2 separate regions of the Mus musculus genome follow, and region 1 is linked to region 2. The links are chromatin contacts, called in public promoter capture Hi-C maps. All regions are on one chromosome and are shown on one strand. Each heading gives the region's core, a stretch centred on a gene start, on an enhancer-like site or on the middle of the called end of the contact. The rest is flanking DNA. Distances are from core to core; before and after follow the strand shown.

Region 1 (3,270 bases), core at 643-3,142, 790 kb before region 2:
ACCCTTTGATGGGAAAGGGAAGCCAAGACCCCTAATTCTAATCATATTCCTATGAAAGGCTCTTACAAATATGGCTGAAAAGGATACCGTTTAATTTTATTGAGCACCCTACAAAAGTCTTTGTCCATTCTACACCCTTTCTTGGCTGCCTCATCCAACAGGTCTCTACCTGATTAACTGACTCTCTATCTGTCTGCTACCACCCACTTCCCACTGCCCACCCCCATAGTTCTTCCCTCAGAAGATTCTCAGCCCAAGTCTCCTCCTCCATCTTCCATTAGTAGTTCTGGTCCTGTTCCTGGGTCTCATAGCAACATTTCTAGCATCAAGTCCTTGTCCCTTACCAGGTGGACAAGGTAAACAGGAAGAGCCACAGTTGTGCCAGTAAATCAGGCATGTCAGTGTATGTGGAGGGAAACTGGGGACCCCAGGAATAGTGGGTTCCTGGGGGTCCCTTTTCAACAGAACCTGATCCTACAAATTGCTATCTGAGTAATAGATTTTTTTTATTTTGAAAATATTAGCGCAGCTTTCTTACATGTCACAGCTACAAGCTGCTTCCTTGAACTTGAGAGGTGGCATGGAGTAGAACCAGGAAGGGGATCTTAGATGGCCCAGGAAAGACCACTGGGACACATGTCACTCTCATCTATCACATGAGTGCAAATTGCATTCGGTCTGAAACCTTGCTCTTAGAAACAAATGGCAGGGATTATTGTTTGGATAACACTAAACAATCAACCAGATGTTTCCAAATCTCCTGCCTCAAGGTCCAGGCTATTGTGATGTTTACATTTCATCTTACCAGGTCCTGTGGATCTGAATAAATGCATTCTGGAGAAGTTTTGAACAAACACTGAAGATGCCAGAAACCCTGGCTGTTGGCCCAGACAGAGCCCAGCAGAGGTGGGGTTTGTGCTGGATCCACACGGTTGTTTCCTTATTAAATTCAAACATTCGTTGAGGACATTGAAGTGAATTTTTTACCAAAATCCAAACCAGACTTGAAATTGGAAAAATAATAAGACAGGTATATTTTTGATAATACTGTAGCTTTTGGGGTACTCTTTAGGGCTTTAAATAGGGATTATTGAGAAAGCGCTGCAGAGTCTACTGAGAATTCATTCCATTCCTGGTTTCTTGAGCTCCTGTTCCCAAGGGTCAGTGGGCAGCAAGCTATAATTACCCTGCAAGTGGTTTTAATGAAACAGGAGGGAATTCTGAAATCTGAGGTTGGACAGAATAGGCGCCCATCTTCACTTGGGTGTGGTTCACAAATCAAGCTATCTCTAGATGAAAACAGTCTTGAGAATTTCGGAGAGATGAGATTTCCTGAAGATGGAAATAGATGTTAACTATTTTAAACAGCATGTAACCCTGACCCTAAAGACCCCCTCTTCCCCACCTGTCCACTCTTTATGTGCTTAGGCTTCTGAGACAGAGATATCAAGGGTGTTTTCCATGTTACTTGGGCAAGCTTCTCTGTGAGGAAACATTCTGAGTCTAACAGGCGTCCTCCCTTTATCTGTCTCTGTCTCCACCTCTGCCTCTCTGTGTGTCTCTCTCTGTCTGTTTCTCTCTCTGTCTTCTTCTTTGTGTCTGTCTGCCCGTCTTTCTGTCTGTCTGTCTCTCTGTGGTGTGTGTTAGACAGGAAGTGTGTTTGCGGAGGTGGCACTCATGTGATCACTCTAATCAAAACCATCCCCAGGTCCCCTCAGCCTCTTGACTCTCCTACAATGAGACTGATCAGATTAACTTTGTCACTGGGGCTCTAGGAAGAGATGGCAGAGCAAACAGATATTGTAGCCTGGCTTTCTAGTCTGCAGTGCCCTCCCGTAGGCCTGCTCCATCTGGAACTGACACTGGCCAGGCTGCATTTTCCCCAGAACCAGCAGAGGGAGCAGGGAACAGAAGCCAAGCTCCTCCAAAGGCCTCAGATGGAGCATTAGCAATTCTGCTCCCCATCTGTTTCTGTCTGATTCTGATATCAAACAAGTAAGGAAGGCCCCTCCTTAAATCTGTAGGTGGATTTATGTCCTGATCAGAGGACTTCAGTCTCCCTTGGACTCCACACTTCGAGTAGTGATCTTCCTACAAAATTCCTGTGAAGAACAATCTGGTGCCCAGGTCCTTATTGTGAGTCCCCCACATAACGAAGACATCTAGGGAGGAAGGTGACCTCTCAAGACAGTGACTATTGATGGGAATGGTTTCAAGGACCAATCTGAACAGAGCCAGGTGGGAGAGACTCGGGTGCTTACCAGAAGAATAAGTTAGATAATAGGATGGACCTTTTGGCTGTTAAGGGGAGCCAGCATGGGGAGGGCTTGTGAAAATGCTAGAGAGAAAAATCTCCTTTTTATGGTCATCTGCTTTCTTTCTGGTTATGGTATAATCTATAGTGGAGATGTACAGTGGACACAAATTGTAAGCACATTGTTGAGGCTACTGACTGAGGGACACCCACATGTGGCCACCCAGACCAAGACACTGAGCATTTCTAGCTAAGCCCCAACTTCCTTTGTGTCACTTCCCAGCTAGAATCCAGTGTCCCCAGGCCATTACCATTCTGACTTCTGCCACTGTTGATGTTTTGCCAGCTGCTGAATTCATTGGCATGCTCACTTTTGAGTTTGGCTGTCAGTGTTGTGTTGAGTACTAATGGCTCCTTCTTTCTTGATGCTGGATAGCACGCCACAGTGCAGGGCAAGTGGAGGGGGCCACCAGCCAGAAGAATTGGTAACATTGAAGCAAGTCAAAAACCCCAGTAAATCTCATAACTGAGAACGCCAGGCCTTGGAATCAGCTCCCAGCCAGGTTCTGCCTGTCCTGGAACACATAACCACAACACTCCACCAAGAGGACCTTGCCAACTGGTCACGTAACAAAAAAACCTAGAGTTCTCCATGCTAATGAGGTATCTAGATAGGTGGTTAGTCAATGAGCTTCCCTTCCTGGGCATTCCTTCCTGCAAAGTGTATTTAATCCCTGCTTCACCCTGAGTAAGATGTATGCATTCGCATCTGCCATCAAATAAAACAGTTTGGACAAGCAAGGACCTTCTCCTTCATCAAGGATAGCCACAGGGGGAGGCCTTTGTCATAAAGAGCTGCACATAATCTTCCACAGAAGGCCTTCTCTCTTCCAGCCACTCAATGCTTTCTGTACTCACTCAGAGCCAAACCAGACTCTGCCCCATCCCAGACTCAGCCATCCCGCTTCTTGCCTGGCACATACGGGAAACAATTTTTCCTCCTACAAACAGTGAGG
Region 2 (3,372 bases), core at 113-2,612:
TGTATTCAAGTAGATTTAAGCAAATTCTGTAAGTCTGACTAAGGCCCCAAGTCACACAGGTACAAAGGACTATGATTGCTGTGGCAGAACTTTCTGAGAACTTTATTGAATTAACCATTCATTTTGACCACTCACAGTTTAGACCAAATTTTCTGACCTTAACAAGAGAGTTTGTCTCAAGGGACACCCACCAAGTCTCCATGGAGATAACCACTGTTAGAAAAACAGCGCCCCCTTCCCGTGTACCAGAGATCAGCAAACCATCTATAGAGATCCAGAGAGGAAAGAAAGCCTTAGGGTTGTGCAGGGCCATTTGTTCTCAATGTTACTCTTCTAAACCCTGCCTGGTGCCATGGAAGCAGATTCATACAGTGCCCAAGCAAAGGAACACTCCAGTTAGTCCCGCCATCTACTTTCCAGTAAAACTAATCTATGAGACTGAAGGGAAAAAGGGGCTACTTGAATTCATTGAATTTTCATGTCATAAACTTTTTACTCTCTTATTTCTCATTTTCTACTCAAAACTTAGCCTGCTAGACATCTAGAAAGCTAGCCACTAGGCAGATCCATGTGAGGCTGACTCTCACCCTCAATACATAAAAAGCATCCATCCCTCCCCCATCCCTCTACCCCAAAGAAAACACCCAACAGCTCCCTAGTGGTCATTGCCTTGAATTGAACAGCTGGAAAACTCTGGGTTCTTTCATTAAAGCTCTCTTAGAAGTTCACAGGAGACTGGAGAAAACGCAAAAGAAACCGGTAAATGAGCAACCAAAATCCCACTTGTTATTTCTGAATTGAAGAAATCAGACAAATATTCCTAAGGGTTGGATGCCTAGACCCAGAGACCTGGGTAATCACTGAGCACAGGGGCTTCCTCCTCTGCTGTGGCAAGTGCTAACTCCCCAGGCTAAGCACCTTCCTGGCAGGGCTCAGTCCATAATGATTTCTAAGCAGGAGTGTTCATTATCTGGGACTGATTTTCATTTCAGCCCTGTTCATGTCTTCGCTCTAAAAATGATCCTAAAGACTTGTGGCTGTTCAAATCAATAGCAACACAATCAGCAGAAAGCCCTACCCAGCAACACTTCAAAATTAACAGCCTCCTTGCCTCTATGACTCAATATTAGCTGCAAAGAAAAGAGTGCTTTTTCTTAATCATCTCCCCATTTAAATTAACCAGATAGGCTTTGCAAAAAAAAGTGAGCGAATAAGTCTAACTCTTTAGAAAAGTGGGTGATGTTCACGGAACATATGGCCTCTGGAGGATCCCCAAAGCCTCCTGCAATATGCTCAGCCAGGTTCCAATGTTGCAGGCTTCTCTATCTGTGCCAGACATTTATCGAGGCTGACAAGCCAAAGCCCTTGGCACGGTTTAATTTTCATGTCACCACGTTCCGTTGTCCAGCTGGAGGCAAAGGGAATGAGCAGTGTAAGTTTCCAAGTCAACTCCAGGACCTTCACTTGCCTGTCTTTATTTGTTTTACTTTATACGTTTACCCTGTATTAGCTCCCTTCTGACACTGGTTGGAAAGGGGAAGCTGGTGTTTTCCGGGAGCTACAAATTAGGAGCTAAGCTTGACTTTGTCCCATGGTAACAAAGAGAGACAGAAGTTATCTCCATGAGCATGCCAGAGAGCGATTGCATTGAGTCACTAGGCAGATGGAAGTCTCTGTTTGCACCTATGTTCCATAAATTCAGCAAGTCCTCACCAAGCACCCGTGTGTGCTTGATTCTAAGCCAAGGAACAGGAGAGAGAGGATGAACTAGAGAGAAGCCTCCTCCGCTCTTGTAGTGTCAGAGGGTTCCACACGCAGGACTGCCGGGGGGAAAGTTTAAGATGCAGTCATCTAGTTTAAGTCAGATGGTAGGGATGATCCTAGGGATGCTGAAGGGCCTCCATGAGCAGAGAGAGCTCCAGGAAAGTGAGCAACATGCTCCGAAATTCTCCTTCGTTATCATGGCTCGGGTCATGTGTAGAGGAAAGCCTTTCCCTTTATAGAGAAATAATTTGGCTGATGGCTGAGAGTTGGTGAAGCTGAGATGGAGGTAGTCCTCAAATAGAAGCAGTAGGCAGGCAGACCAGGAAAATTATGAACAGTGGTTTAAATGGGTTCAAGAGGCTTACAGCCCCCCTGATGGCTGAGAGTTGGTGAAGCTAAGACAGAGGTAGTCCTCAAAAAGAAGGAGTAGGTAAGTAGACCAGGAAAATTATGAACAGTGCTTTAAGTGGGTCCAGGGGGCTTCCAGCCAAAGCCCAGGGTCTGGCCCGCCTGATGCAAGGTTCACACATGAAGGACTGAGCTCTGGCTGGGTGATCCGCAGGGCAGCTGCAGCCGCAGTCTCAGCAGCACTCCGGAAACTAGTAAGGCACACTCTACAAGTGAGGCTTCAGCAAGCTGCACTCTGAGAACAAAGCTTAGGAAGGCCAGGGTTTCAGCGCTGTCTCTGTGGAGGCCAGCCTGTGCTGGCACTTGGAGGAGGGAGAATGGCAAATGCCGTCACAATTCAGACACTAAGTTAGATGGGTAATGGACTGCTTCTCTTGGAAGGACAGTATCCCGTGTTGCTAAAAGTAGGAGAAAGAGAAAAAGGAAAAGAAAAGTCAAAGCTGCAGCTTCATCTACAGTGGGAATCTCATTCCTATAGTCCATATAGGTACTGGGTTCCCACCATTTTCCCTTCCTGACGTATGGCATAAGATCTATGTTGTAAGCACCATAAGCCTTCAGCTGGAACTTCTTGTATTTTGTCAGTCATTGTGCCTATGACCTAAGTCAAGTCTCATACTAGGATCTCAAGGTCAAGGTCAAGGTCAGAGGGCAGGGCATAGAAGAGGAACCGATAGAACATAAGCCAGGAGAACCAGTCATAGTGAGGTTCTACAAACCCAGCCCCCCACCCCGGGTTTTGCTCAGAAACATGTCACCCCTGACAGCCTCTTTTCACTGAGCCCCCTAAGTTCTCCAAAGGGACCCTGAGGCCAGCTCAGAGACCACGTTGAGAATACACATCTCTATGAAATTAGAGTCTACCTTTTTATAGCAGAATAAAATGGGTGGGGGAGATCAGAAAAGAAAATATAGGACACGGCAGTTATTTGCCTGTGAGAAGCACTAGAGGGCTTTTTCTTTCACAGCCTGGCCTCTCTGAGTAAAGTTCCTGCTGAGACTCCTTTCCCAAGATGTAAGGCAATTTTCTGTGTTTCCCTTACACACCAGCCATTTATTACCAAAGCCTTGGATCGGACAACACAGAAAGTGATGGAGAGTAATCTGGAAGCAGGACTGTCCTTGGCAGGTTCGCTCATGTAGGATGAGGAGACAGTTTGCTTTGGGGCTGGAGATCAGGTCCAGTCAAGGATATCGAAG

The links. Promoter capture Hi-C pulls out the DNA fragments that hold promoters and counts their contacts.
Region 1: a promoter capture Hi-C map of hippocampal neurons shows a contact between it and region 2, with 3 times the contacts expected there. The contact joins two enhancer-like sites. A contact is called at or near these places in 5 of 39 promoter capture datasets (embryonic stem cells, hippocampal neurons, liver and 2 more) and 1 of 484 Hi-C or Micro-C datasets (cerebral cortex).

The regions. Positions count from the first base shown.
Region 1 is chr9:98,243,038-98,246,307 of GRCm38.p6, reverse strand. No RefSeq gene overlaps it. Among named protein-coding and RNA genes, the nearest start is that of Nmnat3, 52 kb to the left of the region's middle. Within about 2 kb of position 1,892, at least 4 of the 459 cell types and tissues checked have an H3K27ac peak or open chromatin away from gene starts, as enhancers often do. A contact at or near this core is called in hippocampal neurons, where this site is marked.
Region 2 is chr9:97,447,826-97,451,197 of GRCm38.p6, reverse strand. The region is part of intron 17 of Clstn2 (calsyntenin 2); the gene reads left to right. Among named protein-coding and RNA genes, the nearest start is that of Gm25607, 9.9 kb to the right of the region's middle. Within about 2 kb of position 1,362, at least 9 of the 459 cell types and tissues checked have an H3K27ac peak or open chromatin away from gene starts, as enhancers often do. A contact at or near this core is called in hippocampal neurons, where this site is marked.